Regions from separate parts of the Mus musculus genome. Here region 1 is linked to region 2. Evidence: chromatin contacts called from public promoter capture Hi-C data. All regions are on one chromosome and are shown on one strand. Each heading gives the region's core, a stretch centred on a gene start, on an enhancer-like site or on the middle of the called end of the contact. The rest is flanking DNA. Distances are from core to core; before and after follow the strand shown. Region 1 holds the start of 2900093K20Rik (RIKEN cDNA 2900093K20 gene). Region 2 holds the start of Ralgapb (Ral GTPase activating protein, beta subunit (non-catalytic)).

What was found. Promoter capture Hi-C pulls out the DNA fragments that hold promoters and counts their contacts.
Region 1: a promoter capture Hi-C map of pre-B cells shows a contact between it and region 2. The contact joins the promoter of 2900093K20Rik here to the promoter of Ralgapb in region 2. A contact is called at or near these places in 1 of 39 promoter capture datasets (pre-B cells) and 1 of 484 Hi-C or Micro-C datasets (CD4 T cells).

What each region holds. Positions count from the first base shown.
Region 1 is chr2:163,417,018-163,421,082 of GRCm38.p6, reverse strand. It overlaps 2900093K20Rik (RIKEN cDNA 2900093K20 gene), which reads right to left and starts at 1,312. Exons shown (of 1, transcript NR_151490.1): 1 at 722-1,312. It overlaps Oser1 (oxidative stress responsive serine rich 1), which reads left to right and starts at 1,613. Exons shown (of 4, transcript NM_025699.2): 1 at 1,613-1,671.
Region 2 is chr2:158,407,920-158,411,807 of GRCm38.p6, reverse strand. It overlaps Ralgapb (Ral GTPase activating protein, beta subunit (non-catalytic)), which reads right to left and starts at 1,955. Exons shown (of 30, transcript NM_001291138.1): 1 at 1,705-1,955.

The DNA of each region.
Region 1 (4,065 bases), core at 63-2,562, 5.0 Mb before region 2:
GAGATCTGACACCCTCTTCTGGTGCATCTGAAGACAGCTACAGTGTACTAATGAATAATAATAAATAAATCTTAAAAAAAATTCAAAATCTGATGAAGTTCCCATCGAATGCAAAAGGCTTTCCCATGATTGCATTATAGAGCAGGATCAGGAAAAACAAAAAACAAACAAACAAACAAAAATAAGCAAGCAAGCCAAAGCCAAGCCAGCTGTCTGGAGACGGGGCTGTCTGTCCAGTGAAGTGTAGATTCCATTCTCTGTGGGTTGACTCTAGTTAAGCTGGACATGGCTATCCTCTCTAGCATCCACTTCTAGAAGAGGCCAGCTTGGGTTCAGGGGAAAACCCACTCTAAGGTTTAGGTGCCAGAACCAACTCTATTGAGGAAAATCGTCTTTCCACACAAGGGTCTGAAGTGGAACTCCAGAGTGGCAGGCGATGGGGAAACGTTTAAAATAGAACAGGCCCTGACAATGGCGGTAGGGGGAGGTCTTTCATAGCTCACCCTTGCCATATGGGTAACTTGTCAGATCACTAAAAACCAGAGACTAGCCGGGCAGTGGTGGTGCACGCCTTTAATCCCAGCACTTGGGAGGCAGAGGCAGGCGGTTCGAGGCCAGCCTGGTCTACAGAGTGAGTTCAAGGACAGCCAGGGCTACACAGAGAAACCTTGTCTCGAAAAAACCAAACAACAAAAAACAAAAAAAGCCAGAGACTGGTAAATTGCTTAATACCTTCTTGCAGAATTTAATATGTACGTGCATTACCCTGTATTTCCCACTTGATGCTCCCAAACCATCCTTGGAAAAACAAAAGCAAAATGCCTTCGCTGAAACCGTTTAATTTCCAGACGTTCAATTATCAAGAGATACTTCAAAATGAAGGCACGGGAGCCCGAGGCAGGGGAATCAACGCGATTTTCAGGCTGGTCTAACAAATGAGATCCTGCTTTTTTTTTTTTTTTTAAAGCAAAAACCACAAAACCTAAATAATTTCCATTCCAATTCCGGGCAGCATCCACCGCCTGGGCCTCGTCCAATTAATACCTTCTTGGCTTCTCTGCGGACCCAAAGAGACGACCCACGGCGAGGGTTGTGGACCGAGTGCAAGCGCCCTTGGTTGCATGTAAGAAACTCCGCCAAGCATTCCCGGAGGCATCAGCTGGCGCAAATACTCCCGCAGCCCACCGAATCCCGTTGGCTTGGGGACTTCAAGAGGACAAGAAGGAAGCAGGCTATGCCAGGGGAGCGGCAGCGGCTCGATAGCTGCAAGGCAAGCCGCCGCCTCACGTGACAGCGAAGAGGAAGTAGGCACGCCCAAAAGCCTGCCGGGAGCGAACCCAAGCCAGGGGGCGGAGGGAGCGAAAAGAATAACAGGAAATGACTTAAGACGCACGTGCTTCGGAGAGGGGTTGGAGCTGGGGCTTCGAGAGGCCGGGCTACCGCCGTACGCCTGCGTAGTTGCGGCGGGCCGAGCTGCCGAGTCACCGAGGTGGGAGGAGCGTGAACGGTGGGCAGGGCGCGAGCCGAGGTTGCGCAGGCGCAGTACAACTCTAGAGGCGCGGGCCACCCTATCGGTGGGGTTTGGATCCGGGTCAGACAGACGCGGCGGACGCGGAGAGACGCTCGGAGCCGACGGGGCCGGATTCCCGGGAGCGCCCCAGCTGCGAGGAGGTGAGTGGCCGGACGGGACGAGGAGGGCCGGGGACGTCGTGTCCGCCAGGCCTCCCACCCGCGGGAGGCGGAGTCCGGCCCTCCCGTCTGGTCGCGGCGTTTCCCTGCGCCGACTGCCCGGCCCGGCCCTCGGCTGCCGCGGCCTGGAGTGCCAAGTTGCGCGGCCTTCGCTTCCCGCCTTCCTGCGTTCCCGCGGTGTCCGGGCCGCGCCGGCCACAGCTTCCCCTTTCGCTCTCCTTGCCGCCCTTTGCCCCTTCCCGCCTTTTCCCGCCCTGCGAGTCGCACTCCTCTCCGCTTGCGTCCTGCGGCTTCTGCGCCGCAGCTTCACTCCTGCCTCCTCTCGGAGTCCGTGGTTGGCCGGGGCGGACAGGGTAAAAGCCGAGACAGCTCCCCGCTTGGGTGTCCCCGGGTTCTGACCTTTTCCCAGCCGACTCCGCTTAACCGTGATAGGCAGAAAGGAACGAACGTGTCGCTTTGCCTGTAGTCCTGTGATTTTGAGGGGTTGAGTGGGTGTGCCCAGAGAGGTGTGGATGTGTTCTCGTCCTAGGGACAGATTGATTCTATCCGGGCCGTTCTGGATAGGGTTGGTTAGTTTGTTGTTGTTGTTTTTCCTTTTCGGGACTCTGTAACTTTGAGAGGTTTGGGGAGATTTCTCCGCTTTAACTTTGTGAGGACGCGTGCAGATCTCATTTTCGTGCTGCTGAAAATGAGAAGTTCGACCGGAAACTTAAGGAGAGCTTAGTTTAAAGCTTCAGAGGTGTAAGCAAGACACTGCACACGGTATTGGTGGAAAGAAACTGGGATGTGATTTGACTTAAAACCACGAAAAGTAACTTCTTATGGGCCTTTTGCAAGTCTGAGGTCTTTGGGCATTCTTTGGAAGTAAGAGCAGTGAAGGGGTAATAGGAGAATTTCCCACAATGTAATGTAAATGAAGATAGGCAATCCACTCACCTGTTGTATAAAGCTGTTGGGTTGATGCTTCCATAATGGAAAGCTAGGAACTGGGAGGAGCATAACAACCCATTTGTAATTGCAAGCATGCTCTGATCTAGCCCCCTAGGTTAAGCCTAGGATACTCTTGCTCTGGCTTAAAGTAATTGAAGAAAAACATGAGCAGTCACAGTGGTGGACGTTTGAAAACAAGTTAGGCGATACTTTATTCTCAGAGTTTTTGGTTTGCAGCCAGATTTTTATTTTGGGCTGTTGGGGTTTTTAATGATATATCTGGGAGTGTCTCAACAAGAATGCTAAGTTTGTATTAACATCTAGGGTGGTCACCTGCCATACTATTAAGTCAGCACTGTGTAATTAGAAGTTGTGAGGCTTAGCTGGGAGGCTTCCTAGCCAAGTGTGAGTCCTGGAGGGTAGGAGTGAGATGCCCTCCCTACTGAAATGGGGTTCCTGGGACCCCTGTATTCAGTTCAGCCTCTGTTGTGGCATCCAAGGTAGAACTAGGAATCCTAGAAGTACTTGTGAAAGGAGTGGATCTCTGCCTGTGATGTTTACCAGTGTCCATGTGGCTTGGAGTGTACTTAAATGTTGACTGATTGCCACACAAGTCAGATTGAGAGAACTACTATAAACCTCACTATTAATTTTTTTTACTTGTATTATGTGTATGAGAGTGTTTTATATGAAGGGCAGAGTGCAACTTGGGAAGTTGTTTCCTCCTGTTACTCAAGTTCTAGGAAACAAGCTCAGGTGCTCAGGCTTAGTAGCCATTCACCCTTACTCTTTGAGCCATCTTTTCAGTCCTTACAAATTCAGCTTTCATGGAGTTGTGGTAGCAAAAAGAAATTGTTTACAGCCTGTGATAGATCTTTGGAGATGTGGGAGCTCCAGACACACCAGAACTTAACCTCTGCTTAGTATATAGAATATTGTGTGTTTGGAGGACTCCTACTCCTGTGAAGAATTAGATGAGTGAAACTTAGTCATGTGGATGAGGTTTCCTTGTGTTTGACCTGGTTAAATAAACCACGTGGGCTTGTTGTCTTCTGATATTGAAGTGAAACCTAGCTAAATTCTTTTTTTTTTTTTTTTTTTCTCTTCAAGACAGGGTTTCTCTGTGTAGCCCTGGCTGTCCTGGAACTCACTCTGTAGACCAGGTTGGCCTGAACTCAGAAATCCGCCTGCCTCTGCCTCCCAAGTGCTGCGATTATAGCCGTGCGCCACCACGCCTTGCTGGCTAAGTTCTTTTGCCGGTGAACATACACACAAATGTCAAACATTGTGACATCTTGACCTTTGGAATATTAGAGGTCTCATAATAACACAGAAAACTCTTCTGAGAAATAAGCTGATCTAGAATCAGTACCCAAAGATCCATAGAGAGGCACTGATCTCTTTGAGAGTGCCTGGGGGTGGGGGGTGGGGTGGGGTGGCTAGGGG
Region 2 (3,888 bases), core at 706-3,205:
TCGTGCCTTGTCATGGATAAGAATTCAACATTTTATTCATCTGCTGAATAAATGAATAAACTTAACTAGAGTATTCCTAAGGAAAAAGGAAAAAAAAACCCTAATGTTAAGAACAGCAAATATCTTTTATAAAAAAAGAAAACAGATGCCTCTGCGGCATGAGGTCTATGACATAAAGGGACTAAACACTATATTCAAAAAATGTTTGTCGGCCTCGATGTCAAAGTACTCCAAGAGGGAGAGACAGACAGACAGACAGACAGACACCAAGAAAAGCATGGTCCCTGCCATCAAAACCTTACAGAAGAGCTTAGGAGTACAACACAGAAAAACATGTGGTCAGCTACTCTACAATAATGCCAAGATGGGCAGGGCTCAGGGGAGGCAGAGGATCTTGAAGGGACTGTTGAGAGCTGGGCAATAGACAGAATTGATGCATATGAGAAGGTGTATGTGTTCGGGTAGGGTGCTGAGAAAACACGGAGGCCTGTCTTGTAGAAAGAACAGTGTATGCAAAAGTCCAGAGGCTAGAGAAACCATAACCATGAGTGCCGTATATTATGGGAAATTGTAAACCAACAGTTTTTGCAAGGAATGTATACATTTTTTTTAAAAGCTCTGCTAAGAATCCATAATTGGGTCTCACCCTCAAGGAGGCCTACCTACCAAAGGGGTGGTAGTCTGTGGATCTAAGGAAAAGTTCTCTCTTAGTGAACAGCTACCATCCTAGCACTCAGGAGGCTGAGGCAGAGAAATGGAGAGTTCCAGCAATAGAACAAGGGCGCGCTGGGGGGAAGGGAGTGACAATATGAATTTCTGCCAGTGGAATCCACGATCTTAACAAGCATCCTCCTGCACACATAAACTGGAGAGGCACTGTCAGACCTCTGAGATTACATGCTTTCACACTTGTCAAACCTCACTATAGCCCAGAACCACTAGGGGATCTCCGGAAAGACAAATACTAGAAAGATACTAGTATTTGTCTCCCCCTACCCTCTAGACATGGTGGTTTAATTAGTTTGAGGTGCTATGGCACCAGGAATCTTTTCAAAACTCCCCAAGTGATTTTTACCGTGCATCAAAGTTGGACATCCAATGACCTAATTGGTTAAGAACCTGGATCGGACTGTCAAGGCTGCTTGAGTTCAAATTACCCAGCTCTATGACCTTGGGCACCAAAGGCGCCCGATCGCTCTGGGCCTCGGTTGCCTGGTCCGTAGAATGGGGTAACAGTCCTGCCGTGCAGGGTGCTCAAATTCCCTATCTGGCCTGGGCCTGGCGGAAAGCAAGCATTTGCGGAGGGTGGCTGTTTACTCTCCTCGCAAGCGTCACCGTGCCCTGGGCAGTAGCATCCTCACCGGACGGCAGCAACTCCACCTGCCCCTCGGTGGACCGCATCCTCCCCGGAGTTGCCGCTGCCACTCCAGACCCGCCCCTGTCCCCAGGCTGCCAGGGGGGCGCTCCGCCAGTCCGACCCTCCCGGGTTCGCTCACACCCGGCAGAATCCGCGGGCCAGGACTGTGCTCCCGCGCCCGGTGCGGCCACTTCAGAACCCAGGAATGCGCCCGCCGACGCTCGGCCCCGGGAGCAGCGGAGGTTCAAAGAGCCCCTGCCTCAGTAGCTGCTGAGGAGAGGGAAAAAAAAAAAAAAAAGCACGGCGAGAGGGGAGGGTCCGGCCGCACCGCGCCGGCCGCCGCGTACCTGAGGCGACGGGCGGGGCCCGCATCGCTGGGCGGGCGCACCGCGGGCCGCACTCGGCCTGCCGCCTCACGCGACCCGCGCCATCCGGCCCGCGCTGCCACTGCCCCGGCCGGCCCTCCACCGGCAGTCAGTCCGTCCACCCGTCAGTGACTCTCCCAGGGCGCCCAGGGGACGACGAACACCGGTCGCTTGGCCGGCCGGCTGGGCTCCGTTCAAGCAACTTCCGACTGCCAGGGGCGGTGGCGTCAAATAATTCCCCAGCCGAAGGGACTACTGCGCCTGCGCGGCGCTGCTGACCCGCGACTTCTGAAGGGACCGAGTGGGCAGCGTCAAATAAGTCTCCGAGCCTGGAGCCGGAAGCTGCGCGTGCGCAGCCGTCCCAGAGGGCCGCGCGAAGCGCGATTGCCCACACCGCCCCCTTTCGGGCTTCGGTGGAGTGGGAGGAGTAAAGTGACGGACACTTACGTCATCGCGGTGCCAGCTCCAGAAGCAATCTGGCTTCTACATGTTCTTAGTGCAGAAGAGTAAGGGGCTTCTCTATGAAAAGTTGGCTACCATTCAGGCTAAAGGAATGTCTCACATCTCAGCATTGTAGCTCTTCCTTTGCCCAGCCCCTTATTACATGGGCGCAGCATTATTATGGGCAATGTCCTCGCCAGGCCTGACGTGCTTTAAAAGGATGATTCAGAACCTGTCACCAACGAGTTGTATCTGATCGGGGAGATAAGCTATTACTAACAAGAGATACAAGTTCGAGCACCTGCCATGCACCGGACGTTTTGCAAACAGTACCACTGTCAAGAATTTCGTTTCAACTTCCACGAGGAAAGTAACAACATTTTAGACGTACTCCCCACGTGTCAGGCTGAGAGGAAAGAGGGATGGAGACAGCTTCATAGAGAGCCTGGCCTTGTGACTGACCTTGGAACTCAGAGGTGGAGGGATCAGGGTGTTAGGCTGTGCAAAAAACACATTTGTATGGAAAGCAGAGAAAACGGTGACTGTCATCCTCAGAAGAGACCATGAACCAAGTAGGAGTGAAGAAGAAACTAGTGCCCTCGTAGAAGAGATAAAACAAGGATTCTTTAAGACCACAACCTCACCTACAGGAAGAGGGGAAGGGGTGGGTAACAATGTGCCAGGACAGTGTGTGGATGAAGCAGTAAAGTTCAATTAGACAGTTTTTGATAAGTGCTTTATCACATGGTCACTATTCCAAGCCCCTCTCTCCTTCCCACTTCTACACTACAGAGGCCAAAAAGCAAAGCCCCCTCCCCTGCTTGACAGCATACCAGTGAAACAAAGTTCTAGTCCATAAAGCATAAACCAAAGTTCCAAGGGAGACTTAGGATATAAAGGAAGTCCTGAGAAATTTTGTGTCCTTCAACTTTCCCCAACTTCATGATTGGAACCATGGTATAATACAATGCCAGGAGATGTGGCAGTCATTCTGAGATCTTGCAGAAGACTCTACTATAAATGTAAAACAAGGCAAAGAAACCTGCCTCTTTAGGACACACCAAGGAAACTGCATGGACTCTGTACTCCTTTCCTGCTTTAAAGAGGGTGGTGGGCCTTATTTATACCACAATCCATTGAGTTTTCTGTTACTTGCGACCACATTCCTAACACCGAATATTGAACATCTATGGAAGATCAGACTGATAGGGTTGAAGAGGAGTGGGTGATGGGAATTGGAAAAGTGACAGACACGGAGGACTGGGAATCTTTTTAAAGCACATGGAACTGCAGACATAGCTTAGTTGGTGGAGTATTTGCCTGGTGTGTTTGAGGTCCTGGGTTTGATTCCCAGTACTACACAAACCATATGTAGTAGCATATTCATCCTTGAACTTGTTACACAGAGTGCTTTGGGCCAGCTTGGGCTACATAAGGCCATGTCTCAAAATAAAAAAAAAAAAAAAGGACTTGGAAAAATGAAAATACCTCTAGTCCCTCCACCTTGAGAGTTTAATTCATGGCAGACTTAGTTCTTTAGTTTTTTTGTAGGGAAGCTACAGGGGAGAGAGGTTTCCATTCCTTTAAATGAGGGAAAGAAGTTGTGCTCAGTTCCAACTCGAGGCTCTCTTATCATTTTTATTTCATACACAAAAATGAACTGTTGTAAAAGAGAATAGAAGTAGAACAAATAGAAGTTTTAAAACTCCTAACTACCCAGCTAGG